Regions from separate parts of the Anser cygnoides genome. Here region 2 is linked to region 1. The links are chromatin contacts, called in public Hi-C maps. All regions are on one chromosome and are shown on one strand. Each heading gives the region's core, a stretch centred on a gene start, on an enhancer-like site or on the middle of the called end of the contact. The rest is flanking DNA. Distances are from core to core; before and after follow the strand shown.

Region 1 (2,700 bases), core at 100-2,599:
TGCCCGCTTCCCTTTAACGAGGGAAAGGAAGGAGAAATAGGGAAAAAAATCACCATGACAGATGGTGTTTTTTAACCTTTCTTTTGCCCAATCTGGGGAAAAAAGAATTCTTAGAATATTGACATGGGTTTTTAATTATGACTTACATCACTCAAAGGCCTGATCCGAAGCTCGGTGAGCCCAGCACACAGACTGCCAGCCCCGAATGTGTTCACAGCGGAATGGATATGGATGCTGACACAGGGGCACGTGCCAGAGCAGGGACTGAGGGCTGCGGTGGGATGCTGTCAGCTCAAAAACTGCTCCCGATTGCATTTATTGTCAGCCAAAATGTCGTGTCGTCCTGGGCAGTGGATGTCTGGTCTTGTCGGTGACGGTAGGATGTGATGGTGGCTGAAGAAGGTGGGATTTTTTTATTTTTTTTTGTAAGAGTTCCCGAAGGAGGAGTGCTTCCCCGCCATGCCCCTTCACATGGGGATTATAATCCCCAAATTAGCGGAGGTGACATGGAAGGAGCCCACCGCCCCCCTTTGTGAGCCCCTCCGTCCCCGTTCCCGCTGGCTGAGGTGGGATCGTGCCTTCCCCTCCCGCTGTTTGCATTTCTGGGCTGGCTGACAGCCGCTTCCCAGGGCTGCTGTTAGGGAGCCGGGGCGGGAGGAAAAGCAAACACCAGGTCCAATATCAGCAGCGCCCGCGGATGCTGCTGGGACAGCCTGTACCCTGCCCGGCACTGCCTTTGTGTCTGTGCCTACCGGGGAAAATAAACACAAAAATAATGCACACAGACGGGTTTCTTATATAAATAAATGTCTGGGGAGCGACCTGGCTGCGGGTAACCTGCTGGGAAAGCCCTGCTCCGATGGGAATTATGGAGTTAAACAGCGCCGCCTCACCTGGATGTGCCCGGGCTTTGATTTATCCTCCTGATTGGATGTTTGCCTGGCCTGATCAGAGACTTTGGGCAGCACCTCGTGTTGACACTTGGTGTTCAGCTCTAGGTAAAGTTTAAACAGGACTTATCATGGCTCTGACACCTCGGGAAGGCTTCCCTGCTTTAATAGCCTGCTTCGTGCCATCTCTTGCGTAGGTTTGTACGGCGCTGCTGTTCTAGGCATGAAAAAAGAAAAAGGTAGGCTTGCAGAACACGCTCATGGAATAGCTTACTCAAATCCTCTTCTAATTTTAAAATAACCCCGTTGCCCTTGACTCACGTGGCCGTTTCCCTGCTCGCTCAGGCTGGGGCAGCTCTGTGCTGGGAGCTGATCCGCTCAAGACCGGGGACAGGATCCACCCCACCCACCCCACTGCTCAAGTCTCAAACACAAGGAGCAGCAGAGAGGAGAGCTGAAAGCGGAGTTTGCCCCCACTGTTCCAGCAAGTCTGCCTGTCTGATGCCCTGCCACAGGCTCTGGCTCTGGCAGAGCTGCTCCTCTGGCCCTTTTTCCCAGCAGCAGAAGCCGTACGGCATTTATCGATCAGGTAGGCTTGTCCTTGAGTGGCACCGAGAGTCGCACGCTCAGCTACCCGCTCCCAGCTCGTGCGAAATAACATTGAACTAATTTAATTTTATCCCCCCTCCTTCTTTTTTTTTATGAGTATCAATTAAGAAAAAAAAGCAGCAGCACATAATTACGGCACCTTGAAGTGTAGCGTTACTGGGCCAAAGGCTGAAATGAGGTTACGATATGACAGCCGTTTATCTCGGATCTGATAGGTGTGTTATTCATTGTATTAAAAGTTTGCCAAGAGAGGCTTCACTGAAAATTAACCCGTGTTATCACAGTGAGTAATATCCTGGTTTTATCATGTGGAATAAATAAATAACACAGACTTTATGCTTTTGCTTAATGAGGTTACGCTGGGTGCAGCGCGAGGAAGCAGCGTTCAGGCTGATGCACGAACAGTGATTGTGGTGAGCTGAAACTGGAACAGAAAGTGCCCCCAATTTTCTTGCATAACAGCAGAGCTTATATTACTATTAATTACATTATGCAACTGGGATAGGATGGAAGTTGGCTCTGTCTAGCAACAGACCCGGGTGAAAAACTCGTTGCAAACATCTCTGTGATTTCTGAGGAAAATTCCACACCCGCGCTGCTCCCGGCGCTGCCTGGTGGGGTTGGGCAGTTGCCCGGCGTTGTGCCCCCTGCCCACACAGCGCTTTGGGCTCTGCCTTTCCCACTTGCTCCCTTTTGGGCTCTTCCCTCCTCAGTCCCCACCTCCGTGCTCTGCACCGTGAGATGGAAAGCCTGGGACTCGTGAAGTGATGTGGATTACTGGGAGCACTGAGGGGGGAAAAAAGAAGAAACTGTGGCAGCCGAGGTCTGTGGGTCACAGCACGTTTCTGGCTCTCCTGAGCACATGCGATGGGCCAGAAACGCTGGGCCACGGACGGGCACTTTCCCCAGGGGCCTGGCAGGGGTGCTGTAGGTGAGCAGTTAAGCCCTCAGGACGATGCTGGTGGCACTTCTGGCTGCCCTGGAGCAGACGCCCCGAGCCACGGCACCGCTGCGGGTAGGGCTGTGCCGGCAGGGGTGGCTTTGGCAATCAACGGGCCTGATCCGGGGAACGCCGTTAGGGTTTCCTTTCTGCCGCAGGGAGATGAACAGCCCGATTCTGGACTTCATTACTGAGAGCCTGAAATTGTTTCACGTGAACAAAAGGATCGGCCGGGACGTTAATCTCCTGCACCTGTTTAGC
Region 2 (2,700 bases), core at 148-2,647, 160 kb after region 1:
TTTCTTTTCTTTCTCTGTTTCTTTTTTCTTTTCTATTTTTTTTTTCTTCTGGCTTTTGATGCATTCACTTCCAAGAATACAGTGATACCCTAATTTGCCCCAAGTGGCTCAAGCTGAACGTTGTCATCTGTAGCTAATAAGGCGCAGTGCTTTGTTTGTCACAGGCTTATCCTGGGATAGTTAACGCTGCAAAAAATGACTAAGCTCCAAGTATGTTATCCTTCCCCATCCAGCCTTGAAAGCGTTACGTCTGTGCTGGTTTCTCAGAGGCAACGTACAACATCTGGTGCCGAACCAGTGGGGTCAAATAATGTTCTCACCATTTAGCGTAATTAACTCCAACCGCCCGTCTGCTGCAAGCCCCCGCCGCAGCCAACACAAGCAAAGCTGGGCCAAGACGAAATTTCTCCTCATTATTAAACCCAAATCTAAGCACTTGTCTGTCTGTAAAAACAGAGCAAAGGGAGGAAAACTGAAACCAGCGAACAGGGTCTGAGGTTTCAATAAATGTCAGAGAGCGTCAAGTCTGTTTGGATTGCAAATTATTGCTGGCTGATGGTCTATTATTTTACAACTAGCGATTGCTGTCAAGGAGTTGGGGAGGGGGTGGGAGGGAGAGGTTTCTCGAATCCCAGCCAGAGGGGAACAGAAGTTACAAAATACTCTAACAATCATTTTACAAAAATACCAACAGAACTTTAATGTCTGCTAAATTTAGAACTTATATAGAGTGTCTCTTCGAGGAGCAAAGAAGTCACCCTGCACTTTGTCTGTAACAGAGATAGTCACAAGGCCACCCCCGCCTCTCGTTTCCAAACAGCATCCTTGCTGGAATTAAGACAACTGGACGACCTTACCTATGCAAGAGTGAAAAAAACCCATCCTCACTACCCCCCATGGTACCTAAGGTGAACTCCTATCTTGCAAATATGCTCGAACAATATATGCAGGTCATTTCAATGACAGTCTAGTCGTGATCCTGCCTCCAAGAACACATTGCTCTGATTCTGCTGAGTTGAGCAGAAAAATCTGCCAGTTGCTGAAAGCTGGCCTTTTGGACTCAATGTACCAGCTGAAGCTTCTGGCACTGGAAAAGCCAACAAATCAATGCCCTGTGCAAAACAATCAATGAAAACATCCTGGAGCTAATGGGAAAAATACTATTTTCCCCAACAACCTTGATTTCAGATCCAATTTTTTCCAGCCTGTTTCACTGGAAGCAAACCAAGCAATTGAACAGAACTTTACAACTCAACACAGACTGGGGGTCCTCTAAATCTGTAAAGCAATGAAACACACGGAGATGTTTGACGTGGGAAACGTGGCTGCTGTAGATCAATACGTTAGGTGGTCTAAAACAATTTGCCAGTGCTTTCAGGGACCATAAGGGCAGAAGGCTCCTCAGTTTGTCCTTGTCTGGGTGTAACGTTGCCCAAATAGTAGAAGTGTTCTTGTTAAATTTATGAATAACTTTGTCATCTAATAAACTGTCCAGGTAGGGAACCAGGGAAGATGTCCTGTCATGCCACTGAACTACACTGAATATGATATCAAATGCAGAGGAAGGATATTATAAATTCTGCCATTCTGCCATTCTCCTCCACAATTATTTTATTGTCGATTTAGTTAATCTTTATTTATTTATTTATTTATTTATGGGACTCATGACCAGCTTTTTTCTGTTTAGGAAAATCATCTCCAATACCATCCTCTGCCCCTCTTTCATCCTTAGCAGCTTTTCTGCTTGCATTCTTCTTCACGGGGCTGGACAGGAGTCCCATATAGCACTGGGCTCCACGATAAGTGCTAGTAAGTCAGATTTTATCTCTGGTGCCAAGACCTTCCCATTGTTCAGCCGATCTACAAGCTAGATTATGCCTCAGTTTCTAGGCCAAATTATTCTCTGGAATAAATCAATTACATTTTAACTGTGACCATTTACAGCCAGGTTTTACACAGCATTTGAAAATGCTGCACGTAAAATCTGCAACATAAAATTGAAATTTTTGTAGGATATAAAGTGAACATTTCATAAATCCACATAGGCCACCTATTTCTTTTTTTTTTTTATATTATTTTTTCAGCAATGCAAATCGAAGGAGTCAACTATTTTGTAGAAAAGCAGGATTTAAAAAATGATTGTCACACTATGTTGATGTTTAACATAATTTGGAAAGGCAAATTCTATTTTTGTCTACCTAAAACTAAACCTGTGTTTTGCAAAGAAGAAAAAAAAAAAAAAGAATGGATTCACAGTTACAAAAGAGTGGTTATGTTCTCCTATACCCGCCACCTCCTCCTCTCTCTCCCTCACACACGCACACAGCAACTGGTAATAAAACTGTAACTTACGATTTCGCACCAATAATATCCCAAGAAGGGTGCCTCTATTTTACCCTAGAGCAAAGGAAAGAGGCCAAAACAATCAACCTCTCTTGTGCAGAGCTGAGCATGGGCTCCACTTCGGCTCAGCTGTGTGTACCCCCGATGTCTGTGGAATATGGTTTACCTGCCAAACTACTCAGCCCAAAAGGTGATTGTGCCCTTGAAGCTTATTTTGGCCCAACGCAAAGTCAGGGGAGAAACAGGAGGAACGTGAATCACCCAAAGGCCTCTCCCTAGCTTCTCCTCCACAATCGCAACGTGATCTTTCGTGCAGAGCTGATTGATATTTTTCCAGTGTTGCAGCCTTCTGCTGTG

The links. Hi-C and Micro-C count contacts between places; a contact is called where the count stands out from the background.
Region 2: a contact with region 1 is called in a Hi-C map of liver, with 3 times the contacts expected there. The contact joins two enhancer-like sites. A contact is called at or near these places in 2 of 7 Hi-C or Micro-C datasets (both in liver).

What each region holds. Positions count from the first base shown.
Region 1 is chr19:11,365,175-11,367,874 of Taihu_goose_T2T_genome, reverse strand. No RefSeq gene overlaps it. Among named protein-coding and RNA genes, the nearest start is that of SOX9, 21 kb to the left of the region's middle. Within about 2 kb of position 1,349, at least 2 of the 3 cell types and tissues checked have open chromatin away from gene starts, as enhancers often do. A contact at or near this core is called in liver, where this site is marked.
Region 2 is chr19:11,203,323-11,206,022 of Taihu_goose_T2T_genome, reverse strand. No RefSeq gene overlaps it. Among named protein-coding and RNA genes, the nearest start is that of SOX9, 180 kb to the left of the region's middle. Within about 2 kb of position 1,397, at least 1 of the 3 cell types and tissues checked has open chromatin away from gene starts, as enhancers often do. A contact at or near this core is called in liver, where this site is marked.